Linked DNA regions of Danio rerio: all the other regions are linked to region 1. A link is a contact called in public HiCAR-type and HiChIP or PLAC-seq data. All regions are on one chromosome and are shown on one strand. The core of a region is the stretch at or near the end of the contact, and the rest is flanking DNA. Distances in the headings are between cores, read along the strand shown. Region 1 holds the start of cux1a (cut-like homeobox 1a). Region 2 holds the start of zbtb21 (zinc finger and BTB domain containing 21). Region 3 holds the start of trim37 (tripartite motif containing 37).

Region 1 (3,661 bases), core at 375-2,874:
GGGAGAAAGAGAGGAAGGGAGGGAGGGCGAGTGAGCGAGTTCTGAAAATTTAGAGTCACCACATCAGTATATGCCCAACTGTGTGTGTGGTCCCTTTATGTACAACACTTGATGTCTAGACCCTAATTGAATAAATGATTTTCCTAGAACACAACATAATCAAACGGCAAAAACATCTGACATGCATGGAGTCCAGTAATGTTTGACTATAACAGATTAATGTTACACAAAACTGAAAAGCATCCCAGAACATATTGCAACACGCACATATGAAGTTATTTCCTTTAGTTTTACAGGCTACTGACAAAAATATGTAAACACAGAAATCATTTGCTATAATTATAACACTGACACATCTAGTTTAGATTTATTTCTTTAAAAAATCGTTGCTACTATCGAGTGATATTGATTTTGAAATAATAGTGTATTGATTTTTAATGACTCCTGATGTTTATGAAGATGTATAAATGGTAATAGGTAATATGAAGTTCGATCAGAAAATAGGACAGCGATTTTTTAAGCTATGCTCTGAGACCTCAGTTCATAAATACATAAACTCTCAATCAATAATTGATACAATCATGAGTCTATTGTTTATGCCTAACCAAACGCGACAAATGCACTTTCATACACCAACAGCACGAACATTACGAACAACGAAAGAAGAGTTCTGACAACTAATCGATTGGAGAAACAACAACAATAAACCAAAACAAACACGGCGAAGCGAATCTTTCCGTTCCCACCTGCATATAAATGCACATTTCTGTTGAAGTTATGGGTAAATAAATAAAAAATACACAGTGAAATTGTGCTTACTCGTTTTAACGAGCTATATATTACACCCCCAGGAACGGAATAATGAAATAACGCTTATAAAACTAAAAAGTTTTACGTCTATGTTTAACACACACACGAAAAAGGTTCGTGTTTGTTTATTGTTTTGTTTAATTGTTCCTGTCTGGCGCAGGTTTTAGCAGCTAATTCCGTCTTGACTTTTAACTGAACTACCGAAGCCGAACTTCTGCGTTTGCTAACTTCATAAACTTCATAAAGTCACATCAAAAAGTGCTAACAGACCAAAAAATCCAAATAAATGAGTGAAATGTAGAAAGGAAGGCACACTAAAAACACCTCTCTCGTTACTAAGCAATAACGTCTCGGTCCAGCACAGCGCCACCCGTGTAGCGCGACACACTTCTAAACACAAAATTATTTCCACAAACATACTATCTAAATCTCTTCGGCACAAACTATTCCCAAAACATCCCGGGGACGGAAAGGAGCGGGAAAGAATAGGGAAACCTTCATGCTCTTGTTGCCAAAGTGGCCGCATCCACCTTGACCGTGATGGTTGATCGATGGGAATTGAACAAAGAGGATCAATTTCCGATCAGCGCGAGAGAGCCGCTTTAATCAATGGGCACCGAACCCGGTGAACGAGCCGACGCGAGAGCGACGCGCCAGCCTCTCCGCGCGACGCTCCCCGGGACCGGCTTACCGGCAAACACAGCGAGTACAAAGCGAAAGGGAGCTGACCTGGAGCTGCTGCAAATCAAAGCGTTTCCAATATTGAAACATCGATCCCGCATTGGCCGCCATCTTGAGACATATTGAGACGGAATGAAAGGCTGATAGAGAGAGCGCGAGAGGGGCTGGAGTTCAGAGAGAGAGAGAGAGCGAGAGAGAGAGAAAGAGAGGCGGGGGAGCGCGCGCAAAACACGGAGCGGAGCAGATCGAACGTCGCGGGCGCGCGCGGAACGGAGTTATCGACCGAACCTGCGATATTGAATAGGGCTACTGAAAACAATTATTGAGAGCGTCCTGAATAAAAGGCAGAAAACGCGGGATGGAGTTCCCGTCTTCAATCGAGCTCCCTGTGGTTCGGGAGGGGGGCGCTGGATACGTTTTCATCCGCTACAAGGAGAGAGTTTATACGGTTATTGATTTTTTATCTCGTGCTAGAGATAGATATTACGAGACGCTGATCAGACGTGACGCGAGGAACGCGGACACAACGCGAGCCCAACGCGCGGCTTATGCTTTTCATGGTCAAACGAACAACCTTCTGGGCCTGTTTGTGTGTGTGAACGAACACCTGATATATTGATTTTTGATTTAGTTTTGATCTTTAATCTTCTTATACTATAAATATACAGGATGTTCTCGCGTCTTGTCTTGTAATATTTTTGCTGGCGTTTAAGTATGTGTGTGTGTATGTGTCCAGTTCCCTCCTGTTTGTACTCTGAAACCAATACATCTATTATATTGATTTTATGGGCATTCTTGCGTGAAGAATGTGGAGACGGTGATCGATAGCCTGAATAAATAGAAACACAGCTTGACTGTTCCCCGTATAAATAGTGCATCAAGCGATGTGCATTTAAAATGGTAATGGACGGGGGTTTAAGATGGAGGCATTAGGTGATTTTAATGTTATAACATAAACCCTTGTCCGGTCGATTCCTGATGAATTGTAAATACTGCTTTTGATCTTGAACTTGGAGAGCAGCGCCCTCTTTTGGATGCACATGGTATCGCCTCTTCAGTCTTCACAATTGTTCACAGTTAATAGTGATGATCCTAAATAATATTGAATTAGTGCTCAATTGATTTAGTGATGATAGACTGTCGAGGATGTAAATTTATTATTATTATTACTATTATTATTATTATATAGAAATAACCAATCGCATTTTAGCTTATAATCTTCCTGGTGATTATGCTGATTACATGAATTCATCATTTATTGAGAGTTATTCAAATTATTAAGTATTAATAACATCTATTGTTATTATGATCACACTTTATTTTAAGGTAAAGTTCTCACTATTGACAAACTTTTAGCTCAATAAACTCCCGATTTGCTGCTTATTAATAGTTATTAAAGTAGTATTGATTACGGATGTAGAATAAGATCATAATTTATAAGTACAAATAAACAGCCAATATCTTAAGCATTAGCAGGTGATAAACCAGTTAATATAGAGAATTGATACTTAAGAGAAGTGTTACCATTATTAACCACACTGAACTGAACTGCAACACTGAAAACTGAACTGAGGCTGTTTCAATTTACTATAATATTCTATGTGAAGCTGCTTTGACAATCTACAATGTAAAAGCGCTATAGAAATAAAGATGAATTGAATATTATTAGTAATAGTATTTTTATTAATATTTTCATCACTATTTATTTAATGGAAAGAGATAATGTAATTTGAATGTACAAACTATGAACATAATGCACTCACACACACATCATAATATTATTACAATGCACATTATGACTTGATGTGTGTATAATTGATTAAATAATGGCAAACATAGTCAAATTAAACAGTAAATTATGTGCATACACATAAAATCATAGAAAACAGTGCAAAGAAATCCTTTTTATTACTTTATTATCATTGTGAGAATCCAGAAACAATGTTTTACAGGCAACAGTATAAAACAACGCATAATAATCTAAGTGTTAATGAGGTAATATATTGCAGGCGGTCATAATAATACATATGCTTTATGGTACAATGCAAAAGAAAAGTGACAAATGCATGTAACACAATAAATGAAGTAGAAGCTGTGGAAGATAATCAAGTGCCGCTATATGGCAAGCTGTTTTAACTTTTATTTATTTGTAGGATACGTTCTTGATATC
Region 2 (3,661 bases), core at 651-3,150, 510 kb before region 1:
GTAAGCCTAAACTTTACATAAACTGTAAACATATCCCTTAATTATGATTGGCTGACTGGAATGTTGTTCTAAGATCAACATTAAGATTAATCCAGGAACATGTCCTCCTTGGTAAAATCAGGTTGGTGACTGTCATATAATATACACTCACCGGCCACTTTATTAGGCATACCTTACTAGTACCAGGTTGGACCCCCTTTTGCCTTCAGAACTACCTTAATGCTGTGTGACAAAGATTCAACATACTCTAAAAAACGTTGAGTTATTTATTTAACCCAGTGGTTAAGTTAAAAATATTTGGTGCATTGTTGGGTCATTTTGAACCTTAATTGGGTTATGTATTAATAACTCAACCAGTTGGGTTAAATATTTGGTGCTTTGTTAGGTTATTTTTAACCTTTATTTGGTTATTATTTTAATATCTTAACCAGTTGCATTAAAAAATTGGAATTTCAACAGTCAACTGATTGAACTGGCACATAACAGCTGGATTAATATGCGTACGTAATGTTGTTTTTGCATTGTAAAGTTAATTTAAGCTCTATCGCAATAATATTGATTTTTTTTTTTTAATTACCTCTTCCTGCCATGTTTTTATATCCATTTCACCAGCACTCTTAGTTATTGATGATACAAACGCGCCCTTCATAGCCGATCTACATTAAAAACCCTTAAGTGTCTGGAACTTAAAATGTAATGGAAATAAAGCATTTCCAATATCTTTGAAAATGAAATGTTATTTATTTACACAGCCATAATGTAAAACTAATAGTAGTACTGCTAATAGTAGCAATGGTCATACCAGAATGGGAAAAAGCAACATTTAATCAAAATAACCCAATGCATTGCATCACATTATATAATCCAATGCATTGGGTTAAAATAAGGTTCTATAATAACCTATAGTTGGGTTATATATTGTGGTATTTTTAACTCAACTACTTTAATGGAGCCAGGTGCTGGAAATGTTTCTTAGAAATTTTGGTCCATATTGACATCATGATAGCATCACCAGGGGTGCCGCTAGGGGGAAAAGTTAGGACCCCCCCCCCCCCCCCCCTCCCATATATAAATAAATCAATGATTAAATACATACAGTAGGTTTGTGTGTGTACATGTGTTTGTGTGTACATATATTTCTGTTCCTCTGTGGGGGCACCAGGGTAAAATTTTGCTTAGGGCACCCTTTTGACTAATAGTGGCCCTGCATACAAGCATTCATATATCTTATACAATTACTTTAATATAAAAACTGAATAAATATATATTTACACAGATTGACATAAAATAATAAGTAGATTGAATGATGAGCTCAATAATAGTAAAAAAAATACTATGTAAGTCAGTGTGTGCCTGTGACCAGCATTCTTCAAAATATCTTCTTTTGTCCTCAACAGAAAACAAGAAACTTGAATAAGTGTGAGTAAATGATGACAGATTTTTTTGTGTCCACTATTGCTTTAAATGACAAGAGTTATGCGTTTCATTAATAGTATTTAAAATATAATGTTATTTAGAGCATGTGTTTGCATAAAATAAAAATGTACAATGCTTAGTTTCAGGCGTTTATATACATTTAGGCAACAAAAAGTATGTACAATATAGGATAAATTGCCAAATATGTGGCTCCTCTGCATCTAAAAGTTTGAAAACTCCTGGCTCAAATGCTCACTTGCAGGAGAATGACAAGCGAGCTGATTTCTATACGCACTCTCAAAGTAAAATGCCACCTGTGACTTTAACGAGTGTGTGCATACGTGCAAACATATCTCCACTGTTTATCAGTCCGTCATCCTCCGCTCATTTCCTCCGTGCCCGCCCACAGCTCACGCGGCAGCCAATCGGAGAGCAGCACACGTGACGAGCGCTCTTAGCGATGACCTCATCCCTAGAGTGGGATGACGTCAAATACAAGATGGATGGAATCACGACTGCTTCATGCTCAACGCAACTCTGAAACAAAGTCCAGTGTCGGAGCTCCGCGGCGCCCAAAGCCACCCAGGCAGGGTGAGTCCAAATCCCCAACAACTTTATTTCGTCGTCTAATTTAAGTAGTTGGATGTTGTTTGGGTAAAAGCGGGGTTTCCTGACGTAACGCCGTGGAGATTTTCTCGCTCTCACTCTCTCACCAGCCTGTTGTGCAGGATGCGACGTCTGCGCAGTTGGTGACAGAGTGTGTGTGTGTGTGTGTGTATGTGTGTGCGTGCGCGCGCAGACGCGTGTTCTCGTCGCTTCATTTCCGATCTTCTGAATACTGAAGAAACGCAACCGGTTGCTTGTGTTTTGTGACGTGTTTAATAATGTGCCCGCAGTTTGGCAGCGCAGTCAACAAATGGTTTCATTTGAGATTATGATTTAAGCAGGATTATGCTGTGAAATTATGTCGGTTGCAAATCTAAACATACCCACGCCTCATTTTCATGAGCGAATAGTCCCATAAAACCAACTGTAACTAACGTTAGACATGATGTAATCAGCATTCGCTGTGCGCATGCGCACACACTGACAGGCCACTAACTGGGTTTTACGCTTTAATTTGATTGTCGTAATATTATAATGCGTTGGTTTAAATTGTGCACATGAGATTAATATGCATGTTTTTGGTGTATCTGCATGTTAAACTTTATTCTGTGCAACAGTTTTATCAAAATAAGTGAAACAAAACACTATTTTAAGTGCATATTTTGTCAGACATGATTTTTGTTTACATGTGTGTTATAGAGTAGATTATGATAACTAGGGCTGGGCAATTTGGCAAAAATGCAATCTTGATAATTGTTTTCCATACTGAATGATATCGACATATGAAGAGTTAAGATGCAAAACCCTCTAAATCCATCAGACGTAGTATTTTCTATCAGGCTCCTATTTTTAGGTGCAGAAGTTTCATTTTATTTGTAATGATAAGGTTATTAGCTGGTAAATAGGCATGGGACGATAACCATTTTCAAGGTATATCGTTGGGCTTCAAAAAGTCAATTTTCTGTAATTCTGTTCCTAAGGTATGAGTATGATTTTTTGTTTTTCACGATTCAATATAATATTGTTTATCGGCCCAGCCCTAATGATAACCCTTTAAAATTTTAATGATCAATTTTTGGCAACTTGTTATAATGTAATAATAATGTAGTTTGTACATTCCAAATTGCATAAATTGATATTAATAACTGATCTATTATGAATAAACATGAAATAACAATGCACATTGTATTTACAGATGAACATATAGACCATTTCAATGTGGGGATTTTATTGGCTCAAAAACATTTCCTGCTTGTTGTCAAACTATTTCATATCTGTAACATGAGGTGATTCAATCATAACTTGTTGTTATAACAGCTATAGTAACATTATTTATCAATATGTGGAAGTTTCTAGACTCTCGGAAGCTATTGAAATTTAAAATGTGAAACAGGATATACGTCAGGACTATTGTTATCGTTTACATGCCTCAAAATGGTCTATACGTTGTCTTGTGCATTAAAGGGGTAGTTCACCCACAAATAAGGTTTGATGTTTAAGTACTCACCCTCTCGCCATCCAAGATGTAGGTGACTTTTCTTCTCAGACATATTAAAGAAGATTTTTTAGCCGAAATATGATATTTGTTGATACTGCAAATTCAAGAACATAGCCACTGCCACTTTTAATATTACAAAAT
Region 3 (3,661 bases), core at 369-2,868, 300 kb before region 1:
TATATATATATATATATATATATATATATATATATATATATATATATATATAAATAAAGGGAAATGGGTAGTTTTGAAGCACAAATCTGTTTTATTGTCTCTAATTACAAAAATACTTCAAAGTAGATTTTAAAAATGGTGAAAAACTGTTTAAAATCGTTTCTCCATATTTACAATAATTAGCAGATTTTCACTAAGTCTACAATCTTCTTTACACAGTGCAAAAGCAAAAGCTGAACTTGATATTCCACATAATTTCAACGTTTGTGTTCCATGGAATAAGAAATAAATAGTAGACATTTCATGTTTGGGTTAAACACAATCCTCCAAACCAAAAGCACCTTGATGTCTGTTTATATAAAACACACACAGAACACCGTAAACACACCTCAACACTCTGCTCATCCATCTCAGCCAGGTTTACTTCCAAACAGCCAAATAAACCTGATGGGAGAATCCTGGTGCCTTCACTGCAGTAAAAACAGACAGCAGAAAACATTCAGATGCTCATATTTCATTCATGAAGAATACAACACAGCAGATTGCCATCAATAAGTTTCACAATGCAGAGTTTAAAATGATTAGTGACAGAATATAGAATTAATCTGTATAAGCTTCACTATATATGACTCTATGAATCATACAATCAAAGAAATATATATTAAATGAACTGCTGCAGGATACATCTGTCAACACCAACTAAAGGCCTGCATGACTTTATAAAGCACACAATCACCATATACACGCTTTCATATGAAAGGGTTGACCAATAAACAGCTAAATAAACCTGATGGGAGAATCTTGGTGCCTTCACTGCAGTAAAAACAGACAGCAAGAAACATTCAGATACTCATATTTCATTCATGGAGAATACAACACAGCAGATTGTAATCAATAAGTTTGATAATGCAGGCTTTGACGTGATTAGTGACAGAATATAGTAATAATCTTTACAAACTTTACTATATATATATATATATATATATATATATATATATATATATATATATATATATATATATATATGACTCTATATGACCAAATCACACGATCAAATAAATATATATTGAATGAACTGCTGCAGGATACATCTGTCAACACCAACTAGAGGCCTGCATGACTTTATAAAGCACACAATCACCATATACACGCTTTCATATGAATGGATTCACTTATATACGTTTAAATAACACACACGTGCAACATAACGAGCAGTTCGTCTCAAAACAAGCCCGTTATTGATTAAACATGCATGAAGGCATCATATTTCAGCATATTTATTAAGACAAATTTGCTCGTGCCAGCTCATCGTCTAATACCAAATGCATAGAGGAAAAGAAATGAATTATAAGCGGTTATAATAAAACAAAAACGGTGCATACAAGCAGGTGAGGTAGCGCAGGTTAGCATTTTAGCAAGCTAGCTGGTCCAAACTCACCAAGCAGAAAAATCATCAAATCTATAAACACGCATTTACCTTTTAATGTCACCCTCGAACCAGTCACTGCAGATGTCTGCATCAAACGCTACTGGTTTAGTGTTTTTAAACCGGGTGTTTCAACATCGGACTGCTTGTTTATGGACTAGCAGCAAGCAGCGAATAGCGCCTATATGTCAATGCCAGTCACCATGGGAGACCGTGTCAGTCACCATGGGAGACCGTATCCACCAATCGAATGCATGTTTGGTAGCCGAAAGTATAAGCATTAGCCAATCATAAAGGTGAGTTTAAAGTAGGCGGTGCAGTTTGCGAATTGACACGCCTGCATGAAAGCGCCAATATTAAATATTTAAATCACGAGTGTTTAATTTCGCTTCTTTAACGCTTTTTTTAGTATCTATATTTTTACATTGTAGTTTATATTACATTTAAATAAATGCATAAATAATAATAAAGCACTGTTAGCACTGTCACCTTACAGCAAGAAGGTCGCTGGTTCGAGTCCCGGCTGGGTCAGTTTGCATGTTCTCCACGTGTTGGCGTGGGTTTCCTCCGGGTGCTCCGGTTTCCGCCACAGTCCAAAAACATGCGGTACAGGTGAATTGGGTAAGTTAAATTGTACGTAGTGTATGTGTGTGTGTGTGTGTGTGTGTGAATGAGAGAGTATTGGTGTTTTCCAGTACTGGGTTGCAGCTGGAAGGGAATTTGCTGTGTAATAAAACACATGTAAGTTGGCAGTTCATTTCACTGTGGCGACCCACAATAAATTAACGTGGTGACCCACGATAAATAAATGGACTAAGGAAAAGAAATGAATGATGGAACAAAATTAAGTTGTCCCAAAAAACCTCAAGAATTGTGTTGATTCAGCCTATTGTCAAATAATTAGTTTTAACAAGCAGCAAAAATAAGTTTGAGTGAGTGTAGTCATGCATTTTTGCAATAATAAAAAATCTATTTTTTATTAAAACGACTAAATGTTTTGTGTAACTGTTGTAACATTTTTTTCCATTTTCATAATTAAGGCGTATTTCATACATTCATTTTCTTTTTGGCCTAGTCCCTTTATTAATCCGGGGTCGCCACAGCAGAATGGACCGACAACTTATCCAGCACGTTTACGCAGGAGATGCGCTTCCAGCCGCAACCCATCTCTGGGAAACATCCAGACACACTCATTCACACTCGTAAACTACGGACAATTTAGCCTACCCAATTCACCTGTACCACATGTACCACCTGTAGAACATGCAAACGCCACACAGAAACGCCTAGTAACCTAGCCTAGGCTCGAACCAGCAACCTTCTTGCTGTGAGGCGACATCACAGCACTACCTACTGAGCCACTGGTCTAAGACGTATTTATGCTTATTTAAATTCATCATATTATTTATAATTTATCAATTGAATTGAATTGTGGCTTTAATACAGTTGCAATATCAATCTGGCAAATTCAGAATGCTTATTAAAATATTCATTTATCTTTTTATGGAACTTTATTTTCCATTTTTAAGTTCAAGATAGACTATTATCATTTATAAATTAATCATTTATTTTATTTTTTATGTGGTTAGTAAATTTAGTAGTTGCATAAAAAAGCACAGCTGTGTAAAAAAACATATGCTGGATGAAGTTGGCGGTTCATACCACTGTCGCGACTCCTGATGAATAAAGGAACTAAGCCGAAGTAAAATGAATGAATGAATATGAGGGGTTTTCATACAGTGGTCCAAGAAATTGTTTGAAGGAAAAGCATTACAGGGCGGCGCAGCGGTTAACACTGTCGCATCACAGCAAGAAGGTCGCTGGTTCAAGCCACGGCTGGGTCAGTTGGCATTTCTGTGTGGAGTTTGAATGTTTTCTCCGTGTTGGTGTGGGTTTTATTCCAGGTGCTCCGGTTTCCAAACACATGCGCTATAGGTGAATTAAATAGGCTAAATTGGCCATAGTGTATGTCACATATCACATTTAATTAAATCAACAAACACACACCATTTTGATTTGAACAAATCAAAATAAATCTAATAATTGAGTTAATTATAAAAAAGTACACAAAATGTATGATTAATACAGCTCACATATATATTAATATTGAAATATAGTAATATTCTTAAAATATATTAATTGAAGGAAACAAATACCAATGAGATTAAAATGACTAATAATAAGTACATTTTTTAAATTATTAATTAAATTATAATTGTAATTTAGAGTATAAAT

The links. HiCAR-type assays count read pairs that join an accessible place to other places. HiChIP or PLAC-seq counts read pairs in DNA pulled down with a chosen protein or histone mark.
Region 2: a contact with region 1 is called in an H3K4me3 HiChIP or PLAC-seq map of embryo, with 5 times the contacts expected there. The contact joins the promoter of zbtb21 here to the promoter of cux1a in region 1. A contact is called at or near these places in 1 of 18 Hi-C or Micro-C datasets (hematopoietic stem cells) and 1 of 4 datasets of contacts at active chromatin or transcription factors (embryo).
Region 3: a contact with region 1 is called in a HiCAR-type map of caudal fin, with 4 times the contacts expected there. The contact joins the promoter of trim37 here to the promoter of cux1a in region 1. A contact is called at or near these places in 2 of 4 datasets of contacts at active chromatin or transcription factors (caudal fin and embryo).

What each region holds. Positions count from the first base shown.
Region 1 is chr10:38,154,608-38,158,268 of GRCz12tu, forward strand. It overlaps cux1a (cut-like homeobox 1a), which reads right to left and starts at 1,625. Exons shown (of 24, transcript XM_073914978.1): 1 at 1,540-1,625. The coding sequence starts at 1,602. LOC137496525 (a long non-coding RNA gene) reads right to left here. Exons shown (of 2, transcript XR_011016941.2): 2 at 3,391-3,661.
Region 2 is chr10:37,646,219-37,649,879 of GRCz12tu, forward strand. zbtb21 (zinc finger and BTB domain containing 21) reads left to right here and starts at 1,901. Exons shown (of 2, transcript XM_690101.10): 1 at 1,901-2,007. The coding sequence starts at 1,920. It also overlaps a transcript of umodl1 not described here.
Region 3 is chr10:37,852,902-37,856,562 of GRCz12tu, forward strand. trim37 (tripartite motif containing 37) reads right to left here and starts at 1,619. Exons shown (of 25, transcript XM_009305495.5): 1 at 1,478-1,619; 2 at 389-470. The coding sequence starts at 409.